Linked DNA regions of Mus musculus: all the other regions are linked to region 3. Evidence: chromatin contacts called from public promoter capture Hi-C data. All regions are on one chromosome and are shown on one strand. Each heading gives the region's core, a stretch centred on a gene start, on an enhancer-like site or on the middle of the called end of the contact. The rest is flanking DNA. Distances are from core to core; before and after follow the strand shown. Region 1 holds the start of Cops7b (COP9 signalosome subunit 7B). Region 2 holds the start of Rab17 (RAB17, member RAS oncogene family). Region 3 holds the start of Arl4c (ADP-ribosylation factor-like 4C). Region 4 holds the start of Asb1 (ankyrin repeat and SOCS box-containing 1). Region 5 holds the start of Lrrfip1 (leucine rich repeat (in FLII) interacting protein 1).

Region 1 (2,700 bases), core at 57-2,556, 2.1 Mb before region 3:
CCAAAGTACCTCATGCATCTCACACACCTCCTATTTCTCATCTCGCTGGAAAGAGAACTTGAGATGTTAATGCTCCAAAGGCCAACAAAGTGTTAAGATGGGGTCCGTCTTTAATTTCTCTTTCCCCACCTCTCCACTACTCCAGCCCTATAAGAAGCCACAAGTGAGGAAGAAAAGTTGTGAAAACAAGACGGATGTGTGTGTGGTGGGGTGGGATGGGGTACATTATCCCCCACATACAAGGTCACTTGCTTGGAGTCACTTTCTCCTGCTCCCACCCTGGGCTTCCCGCCAAAGTCGCTCCTAGGCAGGCTAGGAGGCCAGCTTGCTGCACTCCCTCAGCCTCTGCGTGGGGACTGCAGCCCCCTTCTGGCCTCCCGGCCTTCAGGACCCTAATTTCAAATGGGAACTCTTCTCGCAGTAGCCAGGTCCCGGGGCTCCTCCACCTCCATCCTCCCCCCCGCCCCCCCCCCCCCCCAGGCTCCATCAACGTCCCCTTTCTCCCTCAGGGTGCCCCTGTGCCTGCCTCCCGTTCGCGGTCCCTCCCGGGGGCCCGGCACACAGTTCCTTTCCTGCCCCTTCTCGTAGCCCTTCTTCCCCGGTGCCCACCTGACGCCCCTGCCAAAGCCTGGCTCCTTAGAGCCACGGCCTCCTCCCAGCCCCGCCCCTGCTCCCGGGCGGATACAGTTTGAAGCCTCTCAGGATATCCCTGGCCCGCTCGTCCTTGGCTGACATGATGCGGCGCCTGCCGCCCGCGGCCCTCCCACGCTGGCTCCGCGGGGCCTCGCAGACGGTACCCAGGAACCGAGGACAGCCGCAGCCCGGCCGGACACCTCAGGTGAACAGCGGTGGCGGCCAGACCCGAACCGGCCTCTCCCTCCCCTCAGCTCCCGCTCCTGATCCCTTCTCCTTCCCTCTAGTCGTGGAGCTCCCGCCTTGAAACCAATGACAAGCCAGCCTTGGCGATTGGCATCTTGAGTAGCCAATAGCAACGCTCAGCGGCTTCGCTCGGGGACGGAGAGCGTCAGTGGGAAAGGCCCTCTTGGAGAGTCCCGGAGGACAGAATTTTCTTTCGTGTTGTTGCCTAGAGTTTGTCCCAGAGGAGCGATGGCTTGAAATCTTCAGAGGCGTTTGAGATGCCTGCTCTTGTTGCCGGGCACACTAGTGGTCTGAGACTATGGCAGGCTGCACTGTACAAGGTGGCAGAAACTACATTTCCCAGCATCCCAGAGAGCACAGGCGATCCCAGCGCACCATTAGAGGCCAGGGACTACAAGTCCCAGCATACTATGCGCTCCATCTTTTTAACTTGGGTTCCAGTGTGCCGAGCAGTGTGCACATATTTGAAATCCTCCTATGGGGTTGGTTTCTGAATCCTGTTACTTGAAACCCAGCAGGAAGGTCTTCTTTTACCCCGGAGACGTGACAACCCACCGACAGTTAACTTCTGTTTACATGGAACTCAGGAGTCTGCAAACCATGGTAAGACTGCAAACCACCAACAAAACCACATATTAAGCCACGAGAGATAACAGAACAAAATGACCTCCTCAAATAGTGTTAGTTTATTAGTCTGGAGTTCATTTTTACTTGTTTTGCAGGGTTTATGTTATATTTCTGCTTTGGACTGGGTGAGCTAAAGATTGTTTATACTCAATGTTAGTACAGGAAGACTTAAAAGATTTTGCCAATCCAATCTCTTTATCTTTTGTTTTTAAATATGAGGAAATAGAGACCCGGTGAGGCAGAGACTGGCCAGAGAGCACAGCAAATTGACACAGTTAAAATCTGGCTTTACATCTACTGACCTGTCATCTAGTATCTACACTACACTAGGGAGGTAATATTTTTAGAAGCATGGCAATGTGATTGTTTTTCTCCTTAATGAACAGTTTCTGAACTAGTGTTGAAACACCCAGAAAATAGGAAAGCATTTATTTCATGGATTTCCTGAAAGGAGCTGGTGTGACAGTCCTTTATCCTCAGACTAGATAGGTCTTGCTATTTTTATTTGCTTTTTTGACATTCAAGTTGACATTTAATGATTGTTTTTCCCCCAGAAAGTAGATAAAGTTGGTTTAACCCTCTGTTTCCTTGGAGACGCCTGTGTCCTTCCTCTGGCCTTCTTTCCTGTTCTTGTTCCCACTCCACCCATTTGATCACCCACCCATTTTGTTTGTTTTTCTTCCAAGTAACTCAACAAACCTTGTTTTGGTTTTTGGTTTTGGTTGGGTACTGAATTAAGTAAAAGATAGGCCACTGTTATTCAGAAGATACATAACTGATTAGGGAGATAAGGAGATTCAAGATGGAGTTGACAAGTGGCATAAAAGAAAAGATATCAGAATGCCACAGAGGATTACTTGTTGGCCTTTTAGTCAAGATCAAGTGGAGAATGCCTTAGAGGTTCTGGTGACGTGCCTTTAACAGCTGGCAAAACTTCATGGTGGAAATGACATTTGAACTTAAAGCAGTGGTTCTCAAACTGTGGGTCAAAAATCCCTTTGGCAAACCGCTATCTCCAAAAATGTTTACATTATGATCCATACAGTAGAAACATTACAGTTCTGAAGTAGCAATGAAAATTATTTTAGGGATGGGGGTCACCACAGCATGAGGAATTGGTTTTTTGTTGTTTTTTTTTTGGGGGGGGGGGGAGACAGGGTTTTTCTCTGTGTAGTCCTGGCTGTCCTGGAACTC
Region 2 (2,700 bases), core at 46-2,545, 2.3 Mb after region 3:
TCAAACACAGTGTCCACGTGCCTGCGTCAGATTTCTACAATTATCTCGCTTTGATAGTTCATTCCCCTATCACTGAATTTTTTTCCTGCTATTAATTATTTTTCTCTGTAATAGATAAGACCACGGCAGATGTGCTCGTGTTGCTTTCTGAGTGACTGTGTGTTGCAAGTTTCCAATAGCAGCCAGGCAGAAGCCTCGACTTGGAGGGAAAGTTGGAGATGTGGTACCTGCCCCCTCTTCTAGAATTTGGATCTTTCTGAAGGCAGTGGTTGCAATTGGGAGTCTCTTCCCATCCTGACTGGGTCCTTCTTCAGCAGTCACAAGCCTGCCTCTCTTCCACCTAAGAAAACACATTCAGGGAAGGAGGAAACCCCAGGAAGCTGCACCCCTTCCTCTTCACCCAGATCCTCCAAGCTGTCCATTCCAGACACCGAACTTCAGAACAACATGGCATTTGACAGCAAGCTGCAGAAGAGAGTTTTTGGAAGAGTCTGCCAAGCTCTCTGCTATTGCTGGAGCCTCTGCAGCCATCTGAAAAGGCTTCCTTACAAGGCACCCACTCACTCACACTCGCCTTTTATGTTCAAAACCCTTAACTGGAACTTTCTGCAAGGAAAATTCAATGTGACCCAAACAAGAACACTATAGGTGCTGAACAAACTCAAGGCGTCTACTGTTTCAGATTCGCCTCTGATTCAGGTCCTGAGAACACAGGGACACACATCTGTATGCACACACACTCACAGCAGACACACACACACACACACATGCTCACAGCACACACACACATACACACACACACACATACACACACACTCACACATGCTCACAGCACACACACACACACACACACACACACACACACACACACACACGCAGCACAACACAATCTAAAAAGGACTCACCTGTTCACTTTAGAAGAGTGCTACAGACCACCATCCCACAGGGCCGCAGGCACCCCTCTCTTCCCCTGGCTGTGCTTCCCCTGGGTGCTGTATGACTCGTCAGGGTCCTGCCAGGGGCGGGGTGGGCAGAGCAGTGCACACTGACTACCAGCAGCCGAGCAAATGAAGTGAGCAGGCCCCCTGCTCCCACCAAGGCCCCAGCCGGCAGGACTCTTCCTGTAAACTCCGGTGCAAAGTCCCCACATGATCATGTGATCAGCTGGGTCAGAGTAAGCTAGAAGTCACACTTGGTGGCTCTCTGCCTCCTCACCGAGCTGCAGCCCTGAATTTCAGCCCTTTCCAGGTCTCACCTGTACCAGAAAGCATCACAGACTTAGAGAACAGCTCTTCTGTTACAGGAGCGAGCGAGCTCACTTCTTAATTTATGTAAACATCTCCAGTTTGAGGCCGCATGCCAGATGGGCAGGGCCGGGGCCAGAGCCTGGGATGGGTGTGCCTTGGAGCAGGTAATTGCCTGGGCAGGGCTGGAGGATCCCCAGAAGGAGAAACTCTAGGCTGAAGAAAGATGGAAATCAGTTCTCCTGTGCTCAGCCACAAGTCCCAGGCAATCGCGTGTTCTCTCTGTGCTCACAACTCACCTGGATTACCAGCTTGTGTTCCCAATGGGGAACTCAGCACCGTTTAAGTGGGGGAGGGGGCAGCTGTCGTGGATTCCCAAGAGGCTTTCCAATGCACCCTGAAGAACCTGTTTCTCTGCAGAGGCCACTGGCCTTCTTCTTGTCACCCTGTCCTCCAGGACGCACACCCTGTCCACACGTCTGGGTGCCCCCACAGCCTTGAAGACCAAGAACCTCATTCTGTTTCTGAACAGGACCCTGATTCCCTGTGCCTAGATTGGCATCCAAGGTGTGGCACCCAGCACCGCTTCTATCCTCCTTGTAGTGGGTAGAGATGTGTGGGCGTGGCCTTTTCGGTTTACACTGGAAATGGTACTGGTACAAAGGTCTCCGGAGTTCAAGGGGACACTGAGATGGGTTGTTGCGGGGGGGGGGGGTTATCAAAGGGGTTTATAAAGAGTTATTAACCCCATGGACAGACAGACAACAGCTCGGGAGCTGTAAGGAGAGGTCAAGTCTCAGAGCTGCAGGGTAACAGGTAGCTCAGTTCGACTGTTGAACATCAGACTGTTGAAACAGCGAGCCCAAAGGAGTGGGCATTCTCCTAGCAATCTTGTACTGGGGAGTACACTGCCTGGGAAGAGATTGCATGCATTTCTAACAGCTTGTCGGACTACCTTACAATGAGACTGAAGTTCTCATGTTGTTATAATGACGGATCCGTGGTGGGCGGGACCACACGTTGTCTGAGACTGATCAGAATAGAGGTGCTTATCCTTGGCCCTCTATTTAAACTCTAATCTCGATTCAGTACCCTGAAGACAGACTTGTGGGTGGCTGGACCTGCCCTTGCAACACATGCACAAGGAGCAATGGAAAGAGCTTTATATGTGCCGAATGTATTAAGTCAACTTACATAAAAACAGTAACAAACGCTGAATCCCACTGAAAGAGTGAGACTCTAGAAGCCGTTTGGTCTGTGAGGCTGGCTGCCTCACCAGTGAGATACAATCCCACTGTAACTGTCTCCCTCTAGAGGGGCAAACAACCCAGTATTTGCTCAGTTCATGAGGCTGGGGACCTCTGCAGTCTCAGGGGAATTGGGGGGTGTTGCAAAACTAGTTGGTTTCTGGAGAACTGTTGGTGTCTAGTCCACATCAGAAGGCTGGAAACACTGG
Region 3 (2,765 bases), core at 154-2,653:
CCACTCCCCACCGGTCCCCCCCACCCTATCCCACCGGTAGCTCAAGCATTATAGACAAAAGGTCCTCTGAGCTGGGGTGGGGGGGTGGGGCAGGTGACGAGATGGGTGGCTATGCAGCCTCCACACCCGGCTTAAGTCTCCAAGTCCTGTATTTGGATACAGAGATCGTGTTTTAAAAATTCGAATCATCGCTTTGGTTCGTTGTCTTTGTTCGCGGGTTCTCGCTCAACCCAGACGTCCATTCATTCACTCACTGGCTTGCTCGCTCAGCCTTGCTCCAGATCGCTGCTCTAGCGCATTACCGCTTCTTCTTCTGCTTGAGAGACTTCCTGCGTTTCAGGATCATCTCATAGAGCTTGTCCATGCCCTCGGTGAGGCCCTCGCCGATGATGGCGCACGCCGGCTGGACATGGTAGGTGGTGGCCGGGATGAGCTCGTGCAGCGCCAGTTGCTTCTCAATCTCGGCCACCGGCAGCGACTTAGGCAGATCCTGCTTGTTGGCGATAACCAGGAGCGGTGTGCCCTGGTTCTCCGCAAACTTGGTCACCTTGTGCAGCTCCGTCTTGGCCTCCTCCAGCCGGTCCACGTCCACCGAATCCACCACGTAGATGATGCCGTCCGTGCAGCGGCTGTAGGACTTCCACAGCGGCCGTAGCTTCTCCTGGCCGCCCACGTCCCAGAAGTGGCAGCTGATGCCCTTGGCAGTGCCGTTGCTCAGTTTGATCTTCTCGGTGTTGAAGCCGATAGTGGGCACAGTGTTCACGAATTCGTTGAACTTGAGCCGGTAGAGCACCGTAGTCTTGCCGGCCGAGTCCAAGCCCAGCATAACGATGTGCAGAGACTGGAAGGCCGAGATGTTGGAGGAGATGTTGCCCATGGCTCCTCGCTGCGGCGCCGGCCACTGCGACTGCGGCTGCGGCGGGAGGGCGCCGCCCCCCGAGCAGTCACAGGCCCTCTGCGGCCGGGCGCACCTGGGCCCCGCCCGTTGCTGGACCCGGTGGGGTCTCGGCGTCCCCGCGGCGCACGGCCAGGCGCGCTTAGGCTCGGAGGGGCCGGCTCCCTGGCCCGCCTGGTGCGTGCTCCGCGGGCATCTTTCTCCGGAGGCTTTGTCTCTCGCGCAGCCGCCACGGACAGACGCCGCGGTGTAGGATGTCTGCGCCTTGCGCGGTAGCCCGGCTCGACCTGCGGCTCTCCCGCACCGCGGCTCTGCAGCAGCCTCTGGTCTCGGCGCACCTCGGAGCTGCTCTAGCTCCGGCTCCCGGGAGCGCCGCAAAGGCGCAGGCGGGGCGCGGGCTTCCCCGGCGTCCGAGTTAGCGTAGCTGCCTTGCTGTCCCTGCAGTACTAGGCGCTGCTGCTACCGCCGCCGCCGCCACCAGCCTGCTGCGGCCGGAGGGCGCCGGCCCCGCCCCTCTAGTCCCGCCCACAGGCCACGCCCCTCGCCCGCCACGCCCCGCGGTCTCCCGGGGTCAGGCGGGGTCTTCTCGGTCGGTTGCGTCTTTTCGCGCGCTCCGATCGTTCGAAACTCGCCCAGGCGACCCTTCCCGCCGGCCGCGCGCCGACTGTGGGCCTGGACGCGGACTCTTCCTCCCCAATCCGGTGACGCGTCTTTTAAAAATAGCTCCGGGCTCCGGAACCCCCGCCCGGGGCCTAGCCCGCAGCTGGCCGGGCAAAGGCAGCGACTGCAGAGGGCTAGGGCGGTGAGACTGCGGCACCGACGCAGGAGGGCGGAGGAGAGGAGCTGACCTCCTTGAGCCTGCAGCCCTGCTGCTGCCCACTCCTAATCCATTTCCACCGCGTGGTTTCACGCTCTTTGGTGCCCTAGTGTCTTGGTCCCTATTCTTCCTTGATGCGTATGCTCCCTAAGTCTAGGGTGTGCCCAGGAGGCTCAGTTAAGACTACCTACCACCCACCTGCCTAGATAACTCCAGACATTTCTTTCTCAGACACCCATTTTGGAGCCTTGCTTTATGCTTCCCCACCCCTTCCCCACCCCCTCCACTCTGCTGACATCCCAGATTAGGTTAGTCTTAAAGCAACCTTTGTCATTCTACCTTGAGAACCTACCAGGGATGGGGTGAGGGTAGGGGATGGGGGAGGTCCAAATCACCTGACCAGGCTTCAGGAAAGCTAGGTCACTAGAAGACCCTAGCTAGCTTGGAGCTGGTGGTGTGATGAGTCACAAATACATATTTTCTGGGTTCCATTTCGTGACTCCATTCAGTGGTTTTATCCTACCTTGTAAAACGTAGCAAATGAATATTATTTCTGCATGTGGAGGGAAGTCGGGGGGGGGGTGATTATGAGTGACACAGGTTTGATGATGATGGGAACTAGAGATGACAGCCAAGGGGAAAATGGTTTACATTTGTGTAGGTCAGGCTTCTGGGTCAGAAAAGGTTGCAAATGTAATCCAGGGAAAGAAAATAAAAATGCTTATCATTTGTGATCTTAAAAATTATATATATACACACACACACAGAGAGAGAGAGAGAGAGAGAGAGAGGAACCTTCCTTTCTAATGCTGTTATAATACATGATTTCATTTGTACTAAAGCCTGTGAGAAAAATCACACCTGTTCAATTCCATCTTTTAATTCTCACAACTCCAAAAGCCAGTCTAGGCTTCCACCAGCTAGACTCAAGCCCAGGGACTGGTGATGGATGTTGGTGCTGGCAAGGTCCACTCAGATTACCTGTCCAGCTTGCTAGAGGAGGAAATTTAGGTCTGTGTGCTGGTACTTGCTAAGGGGACCTCAGTGCAGACA
Region 4 (2,700 bases), core at 43-2,542, 2.8 Mb after region 3:
TTAAAGTATTTTAAATAAAACCTCAACATTGCTTCCATTAGTCTTAACAAATTTTTTTTTTCCCGAGCCAAAGCAGTAAGTCCAGTTTTGCTTGAGTTTTGGTCTCAACGAAGTTCTCAGGCTAGGGTGACAGCCTGGAGTTTTATCTCTGTCCCCTCACCCGTGACACTCCCTTTTCTGGAAGCAAACTGACACCTACTATTCCACTCTGTTTCCGAAGCTGATTCCTTTAGTGACCTATGTGTGGAAGAGTGCATTATTTGTTCGTTATTGCTGGCTTATTTCACTGAGCAGAGATCCTCCAGGGTTGGCCATGTTGTAACCTGGGGCAGAGGCTTTTTAAAGGATATATGGATGGCCACGACACCACATTTTGATGCGCATTTGGGTGGTTTTACCCTTGAGGTATCCCAGCCAGGGATGTGCAGCCGTGGAGCAGAGCCATAAGGCTGAGCCACCTCTGGCTCTTTGCCTTGCAGCGTCATTGGTGTCACCTGTCCCTCGTGCCAACGGTGTTATCAAGACCAAACACCACTGCAGGAATCTCCCCGCTCCCCTCAAAACCCTCAGAGCCCGTGGCTCTGTTCCAGGATGCCTCACACAGCTCCACAGACCTGTGCAACTGAGCCAGTCTGGGCACGAGGATTTGTTGGGCACCTATAGTCGCTAGCTCCCAGCTGGTGTGCCATGACCACACAAAGATGCAGACAAGTCACAGCCGCGGTGTTGGAGACTGTGGCCTTGCCTCCATCTCACAGGACAGCGGGGCGCTTCTGTCTCCTTAAGGCGCGGTCTCCCCCCGGTCCACTGGGGTCCTCCCCCTGCAAGGTACCTTCCCTAAGTTGTGTAGAGGAGAATGAAAGGACCCGACAGCGTCCATGCTTAAGAACTGTTCGTAACGCAACGCACACAGTGTGACCGATGTAAAATCGGGAGTGCTTGAGGGAAAGCCACTCTGTCAACACGCCTTGACCAAGTTACAGACACTATTGGCTCCATGGAGACATTCTGGGCTGCCTTCGTCTAACACAACTTTGCAAGTCACCGACTCGGAAGGCACCGTTTGGAGTCTCGTAGAAAGGACAGCAGCGCAGCCCCACGTCACTCAACACCCTTCAGCCGCTGCGATAGCGGACCACAGTCCACTGGGCCGTAACGGTCCCGCCCACGTCCCGCCCTCCAGTGGGCGGGAACAGAATCGACCAACCAGGAGTTCCTGAGGCATGCAAATAAGCCTCCGCCCCCAGAGGAAAGGCGTTTCCCCAGAAGCTGCTGCTGTTGCCTCGGGAGACGCAGTTTGGTCAACCCCGCTAATCAGCAATCAAGTCCGTTAGCCAGGCCGGAAGTGGAGACCCCAGCACCCTCCGTCCGGAGCAGGAAGTACGAAAAGGAGGCTCATACTCCCCGGAAGCCGAGCCCTGGACACGCCCACCTGCCGGAAACGCCGGCGGTGCTTCTCTGACAGCGTTGCTCTCTGACAGGATTGCTGCGGAGGTGGACAGGCGGCGGGGTCAGGGCGGAGGCTGAGGACCAAGTAGGCATGGCGGAGGGCGGGACCGGCCCCGATGGACGGGCCGGCCCGGGACCCGCAGGTAACGTGCGCGGCTAGGGGTAGTAGGGAGCGGGGTTGCGTCTTGGGGTCAGAGTGTCCCTTGGGCGTCCGGGACTCGGGTCCTCGGTCCTCGCAGGCCAGATCCGAGGAATCGCGCCCGGGGTCAGTAAGTGTGGACGTTAGGCTCCGCGCGGCCCTAGGCGCGCGCCCCCGCTCCTGCCTGGCCTCTCGTGGACATCCCTCCCACGGAGGTTTCTTTCTGGTGGAGCTAGCCTTGTAACTGCCACCCTGTTAGCCCATCCCCGTCAGCGATGACCCTGGCTGGACCATGGGGTTCGGATCTTCTTCCAGGTATGAGCTCACTGGTCAGTAAGGGCCCTCAGAGGTCAGCCTTCGTGCGGACAGGTTCCCTTTCCCCATCCCGCCAGCCAGTCAGCGCAGTAGCTACTGGACAAACGTCCTCCGCCCCACCTCCACCCACCTTAACGACAGTGCTGTCCCCAGAGAGCTTGCTAGTGCCACAACTCTTACAGGGGCGCTTGACCCACCTGCAGAAAAAGGGTGACACTTGCCACCTGCCTTAAAGCTGCTCCACTTTGCAGTGCTGCTACAATGGAACTAACAATTCCCAGGAGAGTTTCCTGGTACGGCGTCCACCTTGGGGTCTTTCTGAACCTGCTGGTAGGTGTTTGGTAGGTGTGCTTCTGCACCCATCTCTGATTTTAGAGTTCACTGAGCTCTCTTCTGTATGCAGAAAATCTGAGAAAGCCACAATGTTGGTACAGTCTCTTGTCATTCCTCCCTCCATCAATTCAACAAACTTTGTGGATGATGTCCTATTGGCCTGACTCACCTGGGGCTATCGGGGTGACATGAAAAAGCAAGGCAAGGCCTCTACCACCAAGAGCTTTGGTTGTCATTGAATTTGATCTCAGGGACAGACAAGATCTTTGAGTGGATTGACCTGTCATGCAGGAATGAGAAATGGGAGAGAGGTGGTTGGTCAAAGGGTAGCTATTTCTTAAGGTACAGAATAGTCCTGTGGAAGAAAAAGTGGTTTTGCACCCCACCCCGACCCCAGTGTTGTTTTAGTGTCTGTTCTGTTTGTGTGTTTCCAGCTTGGGTAGAGGCACAGGTCTTCAGTGGGT
Region 5 (2,700 bases), core at 167-2,666, 2.4 Mb after region 3:
AGCCCTTGCCGTTACGGTGTTATCCAAAACTATTCTCTCTGATTGATAGAGCTTTGTTTGTAAACTGTGATGCTGAAACCAACTGCTGGGAGCAGGTCTTCTCCTTCCCAGGAAGTTTTCCTCATCTGAAACACTTCACCAAAGCTTGGTACCCATTTTCTTTCGGCCTGCATAGTACTCCTCAAACTAGGTCCCCTTCATCCCTTTGGTCCAGGCCATCCTGCCCCCTAGAACTCGTCTTTCTGTGTCTACTCTCTGGTCTACCCAGTCCTTCGAAGCACTACCCAGAGACTTAGTACCAGAATGCTGCTGCCCCACATGTGCATAAGCCAGCGCACACTGGTTCCTTGTTACCAAAAAAGCGTGTCAGCCGGGCTCAGATGTGACTGGCTTCTCTAGATCTTTCTGGAGTCTCCAGTACAGAGAAACAAGGCAGGGGGCCCTCTGATTTTCCTTTTGAGCCCGAAGAAGGCTCTTCTAGGGTGGAGAAAACAGGTCACCCAGGCCATGTGCTCCTGTCCATAGCGCACAACACTGGAACCTTCTGGTTGCTTGCCCGCTTGGCTTTAAGTTTAAATCAGGGGTGCTCCTGCCCAGTGGACGTGGAAGGCGCGTGCTGCGAGTCGGGTCACTGTCCAGCGTGGATACTAGTTCCTCGACGCTCCCTATCGGATCGCGGCTGTCACCTCCGCTTGATTCTCGCTCCTGTCCAGCGTGGTCATGGGCGGTAGCTTTGTGGTCCCCAAAGCCGTGCCGGCTCGGAAGACAGTAGTGACGGGCGCAGCTGCGCTCTGGCAGAGGCTCATGCGGTGTGGTTCCAGCTAAAGCCACGCGTGTCCTAACCGAAGGCGCGCCTCCCTAGGCCTGGGCTGGTCTCCCGCGCTGACTCAGCTGGGGACGGCCAGGGCGTGGCCAAGGGTGGGGTCCCCAGGGTCTTTCCCTCAGTCTTTCCGGTGTCTGCCGCAGGGACTGGGTGGTGATTGATGGCACAGCAGCTTGCTGGCCAGGAGCGGTCTGGAGGGGAGGGAGGCGGTTCCGGAGGCTCTGAGGCGGTGCAAGAGGAGGAGCGTGGGTGGGGCTACGGAGGAGGAGCTGGGGTCCCGGGTAGGCGGGCCCGAGTGGACCTCATGGTAGGAGTGCTTTGGCTGAGAGTGCCATCGTGGGCGAAGCCGACGACTAAAGTGGCAGAATGTGGCTGCGAGGAAGGAAAGTTGGAAGCAGATGGACACAGGCTGGGTGGAACCATAGAGGAAGGGGTACAACCCCCTGGAAAGAGCGCGGGAAAGGGGCTGGGAAGGAAGGAGAGGCGGGCATAGGGTGGGTGGGGCGTGGGGAGAGGCTGGGCGGGGCTGGGGCGGAGTATGCCCCCGGCTCCTCTCTTGCCACCCCCGCCCCCGGCCGGGAGCCACCTGCGCCCCGCCCCGCCGGCCGCACCCCAGCTAGGGAACCTCGGAGTTGGGCGTCCGAGCGTGTGCGCCCAGGGGATCGTTGAAAGTTCTACTTCTGCCTGGACGGCTTTCCTGGATCCCAGAATGTGGCCTCACTGAGAACCCTCTGCCTGTGGACTAGGGAGCGGGTCTTCCGCGCGAACTCTTGGGTGGGAAGTTGGTCTGCACTTCACTTCGGCAACATGACCAGCCCAGAGGGCGCGCAAAACAAGGAAATCGACTGTCTGAGTCCAGAGGCGCAAAGACTGGTAAGAGGGAGACATGATTCAGACCTGTGCCTGCCAGCAACCGCCGCCTGGGTCCCTCAGTTGGTTCTAAGGTCAAGGACAGTGGCCCCTTCAGCTACCGTGGTGCTGCTGGAGTAGAGGCGAGTGGGCTTGGGCCACTCGAAAATCCTGATATAGGGCAGCTCCTGCCTACCATCAGGTGGTTGGCTGAGTGTAAGGTGTCCGTAGGCGGAGCTCTGAAAAGTACATTTTATGCTCCAATGTTCCTCTCAAGGACGAAAAGGAGAGTGGGCTCTCCCTCCACCCCTAGTGATGGTCTTTAGGCAGGCTTTGCCCAGCTGGCTGGCTCTGGCCAGGACCCAACCGAGGTCTGAGATCTGAGGGTGGTGTAGAGTTTCACAGGGAACTGCTGGTTTGGTGTTTTACCGAGTACAGCACCTGGGTCCTCATCCAGCCGCACCACCTTGCCATGAGTGGCTTGGAGGGTTTACAGGTTCTTGACCTCAGGAACACCTTCCTCTAGGATCCAGGGCCCCAGATCCACTTCGGCGGGTGCCAGAAGCCACTTGTGTCTGGGCAAGGTGCTTACGCATATTTTACTTCCCGAACTTACGTAGGGACAGTGGATGAGGACGACGGTGATTGAAAATTGGGCACCGGGGAGTTGGGGGATTTTTGGTTGTTACAGCCTGTGTAGTTTATAGTTTTGGGGTCTGGGAGTTCAGGCAGGATCCATAACCCAAACTAGCCTTGCTCTCAGGATTCTCATGTCTCAACCCTTCCACTATCGGGCTTACAAGCCTGCATCACCCACCCACCCCCCCCACCCCCGCGCGCCTTATCCATGGCTGTGGTTGCTTATTAGTGGGAATATTTCAAAGTAAATTGTACTCTGTGAAACCATGTATTTTATGGAGTTGATACCAGAGAGAGGGGGAGACCCAAGGTTCCCATTTTAGCAGGCTTTTGTGAGACCTTGATAAAAACTGAGCCTCAGCCACTCATTCTCCAGGTAGGAGTTAATC

Evidence for each region. Promoter capture Hi-C pulls out the DNA fragments that hold promoters and counts their contacts. Capture Hi-C pulls out chosen DNA fragments and counts their contacts.
Region 1: a promoter capture Hi-C map of liver shows a contact between it and region 3, with 4 times the contacts expected there. The contact joins the promoter of Cops7b here to the promoter of Arl4c in region 3. A contact is called at or near these places in 2 of 39 promoter capture datasets (liver and pre-B cells) and 2 of 9 other capture datasets (adipose tissue and liver).
Region 2: a contact with region 3 is called in a promoter capture Hi-C map of liver, with 6 times the contacts expected there. The contact joins the promoter of Rab17 here to the promoter of Arl4c in region 3. A contact is called at or near these places in 1 of 39 promoter capture datasets (liver) and 1 of 115 datasets of contacts at active chromatin or transcription factors (bone marrow-derived dendritic cells).
Region 4: a contact with region 3 is called in a promoter capture Hi-C map of liver, with 7 times the contacts expected there. The contact joins the promoter of Asb1 here to the promoter of Arl4c in region 3. A contact is called at or near these places in 1 of 39 promoter capture datasets (pre-B cells) and 1 of 9 other capture datasets (liver).
Region 5: a promoter capture Hi-C map of liver shows a contact between it and region 3, with 5 times the contacts expected there. The contact joins the promoter of Lrrfip1 here to the promoter of Arl4c in region 3. A contact is called at or near these places in 2 of 39 promoter capture datasets (liver and pre-B cells), 2 of 484 Hi-C or Micro-C datasets (CD8 T cells and embryonic stem cells), 2 of 115 datasets of contacts at active chromatin or transcription factors (bone marrow-derived dendritic cells and thymic regulatory T cells) and 1 of 9 other capture datasets (liver).

The regions. Positions count from the first base shown.
Region 1 is chr1:86,581,615-86,584,314 of GRCm38.p6, forward strand. It overlaps Cops7b (COP9 signalosome subunit 7B), which reads left to right and starts at 1,307. Exons shown (of 8, transcript NM_172974.3): 1 at 1,307-1,482. It overlaps Pde6d (phosphodiesterase 6D, cGMP-specific, rod, delta), which reads right to left and starts at 1,171. Exons shown (of 5, transcript NM_008801.3): 1 at 686-1,171. The coding sequence starts at 735.
Region 2 is chr1:90,968,325-90,971,024 of GRCm38.p6, forward strand. It overlaps Rab17 (RAB17, member RAS oncogene family), which reads right to left and starts at 1,296. Exons shown (of 6, transcript NM_008998.4): 1 at 906-1,296.
Region 3 is chr1:88,700,788-88,703,552 of GRCm38.p6, forward strand. Arl4c (ADP-ribosylation factor-like 4C) reads right to left here and starts at 1,404. Exons shown (of 1, transcript NM_177305.4): 1 at 1-1,404. The coding sequence starts at 877. The coding sequence ends at 299.
Region 4 is chr1:91,539,273-91,541,972 of GRCm38.p6, forward strand. It overlaps Asb1 (ankyrin repeat and SOCS box-containing 1), which reads left to right and starts at 1,293. Exons shown (of 5, transcript NM_001039126.2): 1 at 1,293-1,592. The coding sequence starts at 1,541.
Region 5 is chr1:91,052,028-91,054,727 of GRCm38.p6, forward strand. Lrrfip1 (leucine rich repeat (in FLII) interacting protein 1) reads left to right here and starts at 1,417. Exons shown (of 25, transcript NM_001310732.1): 1 at 1,417-1,696. The coding sequence starts at 1,631.